Regions from separate parts of the Sus scrofa genome. Here region 1 is linked to region 2. Evidence: chromatin contacts called from public Hi-C data. All regions are on one chromosome and are shown on one strand. The core of a region is the stretch at or near the end of the contact, and the rest is flanking DNA. Distances in the headings are between cores, read along the strand shown. Region 1 holds the start of SOWAHA (ankyrin repeat domain-containing protein SOWAHA). Region 2 holds the start of SEPT8 (septin-8).

Evidence for each region. Hi-C and Micro-C count contacts between places; a contact is called where the count stands out from the background.
Region 1: a Hi-C map of epiblast stem cells shows a contact between it and region 2, with 1.8 times the contacts expected there. The contact joins the promoter of SOWAHA here to the promoter of SEPT8 in region 2. A contact is called at or near these places in 1 of 5 promoter capture datasets (liver), 7 of 47 Hi-C or Micro-C datasets (brain, embryonic fibroblasts, epiblast stem cells and 3 more) and 2 of 2 datasets of contacts at active chromatin or transcription factors (alveolar macrophages and skeletal muscle).

Annotation. Positions count from the first base shown.
Region 1 is chr2:135,136,835-135,142,104 of Sscrofa11.1, reverse strand. SOWAHA (ankyrin repeat domain-containing protein SOWAHA) reads right to left here and starts at 2,827. Exons shown (of 1, transcript XM_003123927.4): 1 at 1-2,827. The coding sequence starts at 2,417. The coding sequence ends at 696.
Region 2 is chr2:135,102,821-135,108,252 of Sscrofa11.1, reverse strand. It overlaps SEPT8 (septin-8), which reads left to right and starts at 3,788. Exons shown (of 10, transcript XM_013995121.2): 1 at 3,788-4,042. The coding sequence starts at 4,013.

The DNA.
Region 1 (5,270 bases), core at 1,578-4,077, 35 kb before region 2:
TTTTCTAGTAATTAGCATTCACAGTACAGCTGAGATTAATTACATTCACAATGGTCACATTCTGGGTTCAAGACTCCCTAGAATCTTGATTGCCTAAAATGAGGTAGATAACCATTCAAGGGTTTTGTTGGTTGGGACTAATTTCCTTTAGATCTTGATCACTTTTTTTTTTTTTAAATAGAATTCCAAAATATTTAGCAAAAGATTGAAAATGATCATTTTGGAAAAATATATTTTCAAAAGGTTCTTTTATGAAAGTCGTTTCACCTCATTTCAATTTAAAAACAGGATAAAAGCATCAAGTTACAAAAGCACAATGTATCTTAAAGCTGACAATCGATCATCACAGAAAGCTCTAATTCGGGCTTAGGAGGGTAGGGATGCAGAAGGAACAGGTTAACTCATTTAGGGGCCAGACCAGCTGCTGCCCCTTAACCTTTTTGATCCTAAATTTCACATCTCCAAAATTTAAGCCTGACTTCTGGAGTTCTTCATAGGAAGCTCTCACTGAGATCTTAAATCCCATCTCTGGAGAAAGATCAAGCCTCAGACAGAAGCTGGAGGCGTAGGCCCACCTGCGTATGACAGGCTGCGGTGGACAAAGCTGGAAACAAGATGGAGCCAAAGGTGCTGGGCCGCCATCTGACTGAGAGGCAAGGCCAGGTTAGAGAAACCAAGCCATAACCTTGGGACCTTCAGGTTGCAGTGGGTAGGCTGGGCACTAAACCAGCCAAAGGCCCCGGAGTAGGTCGACGAGAGATTTCTGAAAAGGCCTGTAGACTGTTGCGAGTCTTTGTCTTTTTACGAGGAGCCATGGGCGAGGCACCCAAGAATTTGCTGAAGGAGCCGGACTTCCTCATGCCTCGAGCCAGATCCTGGAGCATCAGATCGTCGGCCAGGACGCCCAGAAACGCGCTGGTGGTGGAACTGAGAATGGTGGCGGCCACCTGCACCGGGCGCCGGGCCGCAAGATTGCCGCTGCCGCCGCCAGCTCGGTCAGTCTCGGTAGAGCCTCGCAGGCCGGGGTCGCCGAGGAGGTGGCGCAGCGCGTACGAGGCGCCGGGCGGCAGGTACTGGTAGGCTCGCCGCCCGCTGTGGTCACGCACTTGCACCTGCGCACCCAGGCGGACCACCAGCAGTACGGCTGCATCCTCGTGCCCGTGGAGGGCCGCCAGGTGCAGCGGCGTGTAGCCGCCGTGTGAGCGCGCGTTCACGTCGACCCGCGCGCCCCCACGCCGCGCGACCTCCACCAGCTGCTGCACCATCTCGAGGTCGCCGCTCTTGGCTGCCCAGTGCAGGGCCGTGAAACCCGACATGAAGTCGCGCTTGGCCGCCAGACCGAGGTCGCGCAGCAGCAGCCCGTGGAGCTGGTGTGTCCAGCGGCCCCCGGCCGCCCGCACTAGCCACTCGTGTTCGGCCGGCTCCAGGGGCACGGCGGACGGCGGCGGTGCAGCGGGCACCTCTTCGGTGTCGGGGCTAAGCAGGCGCTGGCCGGCGCGTGACAGGCGTCTCAGGTGCGGGGAGCGGCCCGGACCCAGGCTGAGGCCTAGGCCAGGCTCCTCTACCGAGAGCCGCCGCAGCAACAGCGGGGAGCTCCGAGGGCTGGGCTCCTCCGACAGCTGCCGACGCAGGCCTTGATCTTCCGTCCGGATCCGGAAGGGACCCGGGACGCAGCGCACCGGCAGCATGCAGGGCTTCTGCAGCGGCGCGCGCGGAGGCGGCGGTGGCGGTGACGGGGGCGGTGGCGGCCCTTTTGATTGTCTAGGCCCAGGTTCCAGGTCTGGCGGCTCTGCGTGGGTCAAGGTTGCCTCCGAAGGTGCCCTAGACGGTGGAGCCACGTCTGCAGAGAGCCCCTCGGAGGGTTGGGATAGCTCAAAAGTTGGAATCTGCGGGTCCGAGGGCCCCCCTGACTGCAGGGCCGGGCTTAACAGCAGCTCCCTGGTTGGCAGAGTGGGCTCGGAGGCCGGAGCCCCGAGGGTGTCCTGCGACTCTGATGGTGGAGCCGGGTCTCTAGGTGGTTCCACCGCCTTCTGCTCGGAGGCCAAGGATGGAGTGCCCGAGGCAGCGGCTTCCACCTGTGAGACGGAAGTGATCTTCGACGGCGGGGCTAGTGTCCCCGGGGTGCTGTTCCAGCAGGTGGTCAGGGGCTCTGGTCCCTCCCGGGGCCGCAGCTTCTTCCTCAGCACCACGAATTTGACGCCGTCGAACTCTTTCACCACGGCCACGTCGTTGACAAACTGTTTGAAACGATCCCTGCGGGCTGCACGGCCGCGCGGGTCGCCTGCATCCAGCAACGGCTTGAAGCGGCTCAGAAGCTCGGAGTTGCGCACCTTTCCGCCGTGCTCCTGTAGGAAGCCCAGCACCGCCGCCTGGCTCACCCCGGCGGCCGCAGCGGCCGCGGCCGCGGCCAGCGCCATGGTCAGGGTCCGTACCCTCTCGGCAGGGAAGCCGGGGCCGCCCCCCTCCCACCGACCCGCGGCTCCCGGTTGCGCGGCAGGTGTACGTCGCGGCGCCGGCCGGGAAGTGCAGGAGCCCGGGTTCCGGGAGTCAAGTCCGCCTCGGCCAGGCTCACCTGATCGTTGTCACCGAGGCGTGACGGGCGTGTCCCCGAGGCTGGACCTTGGTCACGCCCGCGCCGCGGAGTCCGGGAGTCTCGCGGAAAAAGGAGCTGGGGGCCGCGGTGCGCGCCCCCCGCCGCCGCCCCGGGGGGCCCCCAGTCTTCGGGGTAGGTTTCTGCCTTTATATTCTGTCCAATGGGCGCCGGGCTCCATCCCCTTGCGTGCGGTGCTCGCCTTACAGGTGACAGCTGCCACCAGGGCCGCGGTGGGAGTAGGGGAGCGGAAATTCTCCACCGCCCCTCCCAATTGGAGAATTAAAGGCGCAGTGCCAGGCTTCAGCTCGGCTCCCGGTTGCTAGGTGGGTGTGTTCGCCAGGGATGCCGCGGTCTACAGGCGAGGCAAGGATTTTTACTCCTTTCTGAAATATTTAACCACCACAAAATACTGGGCGATTGCTTAAAAGCAATACTTTATTTGAAAATCGTCACTACCTCTTGAATTGTTGACTGCGTTTCACACAGGAAAAACGGCTTCATGCAACTTGCGGTGAAGACCGTTTGCTGCGGATGGCAACGTATGCCATCCGAGGTTTAGAAGAGACGTTTTAAACAGCAATTTTCTTATGATAAAATAATACATGTTCGCATCGAATTTTGGGAGGAAACCCACAGGAAAGCCTAAGGAAAATAGCATTTGAAATCATTAATAACATTTGCACTCTTTTTCTCCTCCCTCCCCCATACGCATGTGTATACATGTGTATGCTTTACTGTAAGAAAGCAAAATTGGAATCGTGTTTTTTTAAAAAATTCACTTCACCAATATTTGTTGCGCACTTCGTTTGTGCCAGTGCCCTTTCAGTCTGTGATACATCAGTAAGCAAGACAGCTGACCTCGTGCAGCTTGCGTGGTAATGGAGGAGGGGGAGGGACAAAGAGACGTGATGGGTGAATCTGAAAATTGTATAATATGTTGGAGAAATGCTATGGAAAAAATAAAGCAGAGTAAGACGGAGGGGCAGGTTGCAAGTTTGAATCCTGTGTTAGGGGCAGGACTCCTTGTAAAGGCCACAGCTAAGCAAGGGCTTGAAGAGATGGGGGGGGGGCGGTGGTTAGGTAGCTAGGTAGGAAAAGAAGCTTTTTCAGCAAAGGGAGCAGCCAGGGCAAAGGTGAGATCAGTTTTTTAATTTGCAAACACAATCCTTCAAAGATATCACCAGAGGCACCATACCTTAGTAGTTAAAAAGAGCAAAACTCTAGAGTCAAAATTCCACACTTGAATCCTGGCTCTACATTGGGCTACTTGCTTGACCTCTCTGTGCCTCAATTTTCTTATCTGTGAAGGGGTAAGGAGATGGTACTAATTATACTCAGGTCACCAGGCTGTGAGGAGTGAGAGAATGGACGTAAAGCACTTACAACAATGCTTGGCTCACAGTAAACATTCAAATTATTAGTAGCAGTATAGTCGCTTCTATTATTCTTACCGAAGGGGAAAAAAAAAGAGAACATAGGAAAGTTCTCCCTTTTCCCAAACCCTTTGCCCAGAGACAATTTCCATCTTCGGCTATTTCTGGAATGCATTTGACCTTCTTTGTAACCTCACTTCATAGTGTGAGTGCTTCCCCCAATGACAATAACTATTCTTTAAAAATATATGATGTTTAAATGAGAGCCTCAAATAAATGTAGATACACTTTATGTTCTTATTGTCCACAGTCTACGTTGTTTTTAATTCTTTTGGATTGTGCTGCTTATGTATAAAATTTTGTACATGTTTCTGATGAATTTCTTTAGGATAGACTCCCACAAGGAGAATTACTAAGTCAAAGGGAATTATTTTTAAAACTTTTGAAACTTTTTACTAAGTCGTTTTGCAGAAGTTACAGCCCTATGAAATTCCCTAGTCTTTCCCTCCCTGACTTGTGTAATATCTTCTATAATATCTTCTAATTTGTCCATTTGAAAGACAAAAAAATGGTATCTGATTTCCACTTACTTTATCACTAATGAGGTAAAACTTCTCTTTCTCCTCTTATTTGATTTGTTCTTTTATGACTTGCCCCTTTCCCTCTTTACCCATTTGTTAATGTTTTCTTGTTAGGTCGTTATCAATCCTTTATTATATATGCTGTATTTTTCCACTTTGTCATTTATCTTTTAATTTTGTTTTCTGATTATACATTCATTTTTAGACAGCCACTTTTTTACTGAAGTACAGTTGACTTACAATGTTGTGTTAAATTCTGCTGTACAGCAAAGTGATTCAGTTATTTATTTATATACACACATAATGTATATATGCACATTCTTTTTATATTATTTTCCGTTATGGTTTATCTCTGGATATTGAATATAGTTCCCTCTGCTATACAGTAGGACTGCGTTGTTTATTTGTTTTATATGTAATAGTTTGTATCTGCTAATCCCAAACTCCCAGTCCATTCGTCCCCTGCCTCTCCCATCTTTGGCAACCACAATTCTGTTTTCTGAGTCTGTGCGTCTGTTTCTGTAGGTTCATTTGTGTCGTAATTTAGATTCCACATATAAGTGATATCATATGGTATTTGCCTCTCTCTTTCTGATTTACTTCACTTAGTGTGATAGTTTCTAGGGCCGTCCATGCTGCTGCAAATGGCATTTTTCTTTCTTTTTTATGGCTGAGTAGTATTCCATTGTATATATGTACCACATCTTTATCCATTCCTTTCTC
Region 2 (5,432 bases), core at 2,539-5,038:
GGCCAGGGATCGAACCTGCAGCACAGCAGCAACCCTTGCCACTGCAGTGACACTGCCAGATCTTTAACGGCTTCCCCACAAGAGAACTTATCATTTTTTTATGTTTTAATTTTCCAACAAATAAACAAATACATTTAAAACATTAAAAAAATATTCTTTCGGGCATCGCACTAAACGGAATAAATAAACACAGACTTGGCAGTGATGGCTGCCACCTCCCAATGTCTACTCTCCTAATATTTTATGGAATTTTTTGCTGTGCACTTGATGGCCAGAATAAAGACCCTATTTCTTAGCTATGGTCAATAGGATGTAAGCAGACGTGCCACACGGCAGCTTCTGGAACCATCTGAGAGTGTTTGCTCAATTTTCTCTTTATTATCTTCACCCTCTCCTACTGTCTGGAATGCAGATTTCACCACACGGAATCATGAAGTCAAGACTTTTCAAAGCAAAGCAACAGAAAGTGTGAACAGAATGTCGCATCACCTAGACTGCCTCTCTGGATAAAGTGAGAAACGTCTATCTTGCTGAAGCGACTGAACCTTATCCTAACCGATCCACAGACCTACTTACACACATATAGAAATAGAGTCTTTGGTATTATTTGCATTGCATTATTTTTTATTTTTTGTCTTTTTGTCATTTAGGGCTGCACCCGAGGCATATGGAGGTTCCCAGGCTAGGGATCCGATCAGAGCTGTAGCTGCCGGCCTACACCACAGCCACAGCAACGCGCGATCCAAGTCACATCTTTGACCTGTACCACAGCTCACGGCAACACCTGGTCCTTAACCCACTGAGCGAGGCCAGGGATGGAACCCGCGTCCTCATGGATGCTAGTTGGGCTTGCTAACCGCTGAATCCCGGTACAATTTGCCTTGTAGATCAGTGATGGTGACACAGTCCACTTTGTCACATACACAAGCAAATCGCTGATGGACTTAGATGTGACAAAAAATTTTGGAACGTTTTATACGGAGAGCCAAAGAGAATAACTTCATGAATTTAAGATAGGGAAGATTTTTAAAAGGGGTTTTATGATGAAAACGCTAAAGGAAATTTCGAGTACACTTGACAGCATCAATATTCTACACTTTTGTGTGACAGAAAGAAACTATAAACAAAAGTAAAAGGCCAGCAACAGTGAGGCCTGTGGGGTTAAATTTCAGTGCGGTGCTAGGTGTATATGTGGGGGGGGGAGCGGGGGGGGGGCGGGGAACTAAGTCTGAGGAAGGCTGCATTGTCCCTTTACCTCTCAGACGGTGTCACCCAAAGCTCTGAGGACTTCTACAGAAACCTTGTCCTGTCTGGAACTTGGCATTGCACATGTACTATTATTTAATTGGGGAACCATTGTGTGTGTGTGTGTGTGTGTGTGTGTTAGCAGGTATCCCCTTCTCCTAGGTGTGTAAGGAACACTGGGAAATGCTGCCATGAGAAATACCACTTTACCTCGTGTGAGAAATGATTGCTGTATCTGCCTTTGTTTCCCCACAGGTAACTCACTCTCCCTCCTTCAGTAGTTCTGACCAGCAGCCGCACTGGAGGAGGTGGGGGCAGAGAGGAAGATGACGACGAGGGAGAGGGAGAAGAGGAGAGAAGAGCGAGTTCCCGCCGGGGCGCCCGGGAAACGAACCTGACTAGGAACCATGAGGTTGTGGGTTCGATCCCTGGCCTCGCTCGGTGGGTTAAGGATCCGGCGTTGCCGTGAGCTGTGGTGGAGGTCGCAGACATGGCTTGGATCTGGCGTTGCTGTGGTTCTGGTGTAGGCTGGCAGCTGTAGCTCCTATTAGATCTCTAGCCTGGGAACCTCCATATGCCATGGGTGCGGCCCTAAAAAGCCAAAAACAAAACAAAACAGGAGGAGGAGGAAGGAGAAAAAGAGGAACAGGAAGGAGAAGGAGAAGAGGACGAAAGAAAAAGAAATTTGGGGTTCGGGGAGGAGATGTAAATTTTCCTAACAGTGACCACATCCCAAGAGAAGGAAGTCAGCTGTAATCTCGCTTTTCCTTCTCACAGCCAGCAGCTGGGGCTGCAGAAGTGGATTATTTTGAAAAAAATGCACAACTTGGGGGAAAGACCATTTTTGAGATAATTTAGGGCAGATTCCAGAGAGTTGTGATGCAGAAAATGGTCTTCGGGACAGATTTCTTGCCAGTTACAGGAAAGAAAAAGGAAATAGCAGATCTGGTCCAGGCTGATCAACACAACACCAACTGACCACACATCTCGCTCCCTCTCTCTCTCTCTCTCTCTGGGCTTTGAAATTAAGGTTTTTGTAGTCTAGAGAAGGAGATTTGATTAAGCATTTTATTTCAAGTGTAGAGGAGAGCCCTTATTTTCCTGAGTTGAATCCTGTGGCAGAGGTACTCTAATTAGCCTCAGTTTTAGGAGGAGGAAGGGGAGGCACAGGTAAGTAAATTGCCTGAGGTTAAAAAGCTGGCAAGGGATGGAGGCAGGATTCCAACCCAGGTCGTTTGTTTGCCTTGGGTCCAGCACCCTTAACCACAGCTTTGCCTGTTTCTCGCAGATAACTACAATACAGCATGGGAGACACTGCGAGAGGGAGGCACAGAGTGAACACTGAATCAGAAAGGACCAGCAAGATGTCATTTCACCTTAGTGACCTGCTACAATGTGCCCTGGAGAGAAGGAAGACGAAAGCTACTTCAAGGGGACAGGGTCAACTACCTGAAAGCCAGTGGAAGGGCAGGGAGGAGCTCCTCTTAAAGCCAGGTGTGCCAAGCCCAGATGTGGTCCTCGGACACCTTCAACCACGACAAGTTCCTGAGTCAGAGGGACAGGCTGGGCTGTTTCTCAGGAAAATCTTGGTGGGTGGGAAGGGTGTGGAGGGTGGACCCACCCAGGTTGAGGCCATTGAAATAGCAGGAGACAAGCCTTGCTACCTTCCCAAAGAGAGAGCAGACAGAGAGGCAGAGGGAATGACAAAATAAGGAGGGTTTTGGAGGATTCGGAGCTGGATTTTAGAAGGCTAGTCATTGAATAGGACCAGAGTCCCCTGAAGGCCTTTGGCTTGGGCAGAGGTATTAGTTTTCTAAGTTTTGTGCGTGTTTTGAGTAGTGGGATTCGCAGAGAGAATGCGCATGCATTGGGAGCTGCAGTCTTCCTTGCGCGGTGCCCAGACTCCATTAAGACCTCGCCCGAAACCCTTAGGGGTAGGCAGGGTGACGGTCACTTGTTATCTGATGTCTTGAATGCCGAACTCGGCTTGTCTATTGCACGAATCTGAGCCTGAACTGCGCATCCTGCAACTTCATTGCGCAAGGAGCCGAAGGCTGGTCCCTGGCCCGGGAAGGCCGCCCAGCCGGACGCGCGGGTCCCGCCCCGGGTGCCGCCCTGGCTCGGACCAGAGCATCAGGTGGGGCCCAGCGTACGGCCATAAGAGGCTGAGGCGGCCTCTCCTGGACCCGACGGGCCGCACGCAATCCGCCGACACTCTGGCTGGTGGTCTCCGTGTATTTGCAGGCTCTGACCGGGTGGAGGCGGCTTGGGGGAGACCTCGAGGGCGCACGCCGCACCCTACTCTTCTCGGCACCGAGCGGGCTTCCTAGCGCGGAGGCGCGGGACACTCCCTCCCGGCCTCGTCCCCAGCCTCCCAGGGACACGCGGCAGGCCGGCGGGCACTGGCCCGGGTCCCCAGGCACGGCCCTCCTGGCCCCCCAACTTCGGGACTACAAGTCCCAGCAGTCCTCGCAGTTGGCACCTCCCGCCTCGCCGCGGAGACCCCCGGCCGTGCCCGCGCTGGGGCTCGGGCTGCGCTCGCGGCGGGGCCAGGCGGGGAGGCCGGTCCCGCGGGCGGGGGCGGGGGCGGCTCCGCGGCTTCTCCCGCCGCCGCCGCCGCCGCTGCCGCCAAGGGGAGTTTCCAGGAAGTGGCCATATTGGATCCATTCAGCCGCAGCCGCCCGGGCGGAGCGCGTCCCGCAGCCGGCTGGTCCCTGTCGCGGCCCGGGTGCTCGGCCCGGCCCGCCTGCCCGGTGCGGAGCTCGCCATGGCGGCCACTGACCTGGAGCGCTTCTCGGTGAGGGCCCCGCTGGGCCGCGGCGCGCGCGAGAGGCGCGGGGAGGGGGCCGCGTGCCGCTGGCCGGGGGCGCGAGCCGGGCTGTCAGTGCCGCGCGAGCCGGCCTCGACTCCGGGCGGGCCGGGGGCGCACGAGCTGGCTCTCCGAGCAGCGCTAGCCTCGGGACCTGGGGCGTCGGGCGGGGGCGCCTCGCCGGGCGGCTGGCGGGGTCGCTCTGCTTGGGCGAAGGCGAGGCGGACTCCTTTCGCGGAAAGGAGCACATAAATATCCGCCTGGTTCCGGCCAGGTGCGAGGACAGACCGGAGCCCCGGGCGCCGGAGGGGAGGATCCAGGTTCTTCCAAAGCCCCGTCTCCCTGCCTGTTTCTGCACGGCGGGGGAGACCCCTGGCCGCGCAGGTGCTGCTGGCTGGGCTCAGGATGAAGCCCTAGGGGTCCGAGGGAGTCCCTCAAGTGAGCCAAGGGCAGTTGCAGACTTGGGTCCTGAAGACCCAAGGTCCTGGCCCTGCGTCTCCCAACCTCAGCCTGCACCCCAACCCAAGCGGCCGGATCCCGGGTGCGATTCCAGGCAGGTCCGGCCTCAGTGGTAGGGTCGGAGGCAGCCATTCCCCAGAAACTGGAGAGATTCCAGATTCAGCCCAGTGGATGTTTGCTTGAGCCCCAGGTCGGGTATGCCTTCTGCAGGGCTCACATCTCTGGTGGTCCCTCCAGAGGTCTCTCCGGGCCCGAGCCGGCCTGTAGCCTATTTTCTAAAGGCTTTTATAATTCACCCGAGGGGAGAGGGGACTCTCGGGGGTCGTGGCTGCATGTCCCCTGATTCTAAGGCTGAATTTGGGTGTGTCTGGGAGGTTGGGCTCTGACAGTGAAGGAAGCTGTGTCCTCTTGCCAGCATGTGAGGCCCTGGTCGTTGTAAGGGAGAGTCGGGAGATGTTGGGGGTGGGGGGAAATGCTAAATATATGACCGATAAGGAATTGGTTCTGGGGCTAAATAAGGGATCCGGGACTTACGTAATTAATGCTATAAATACTGCCATCCGAATTTATATATGTAAATTTTCTCTTTCATCTGAAAATACATTTGTTGGTCTACTTTGGAAATAGGGGTAACTAAAGCAGAGACTCTTGGTTTCATAATTTCTATACTGGAGTGTTTCATTTCCAGTGGAGAGGGGGCTGCGAGTCAGTTCAGTAAGTTTGAATACAGGCGGAGCAGGTTCAGAGCTTGGCCTGCACAGTAAATAGGAATTTATGTACCCCAGGAGGGCTGCACGTGAATCCCGACAGACCTGCTGGTTAGCTGGAGGCCAAGAGACCTGTGTGTGTTTACACATCTCTCCCTGCGTGTCTGTGTGCATGTTCTGTGCCCTGCTGAGCAGAAAGTTATGTCTGGGTT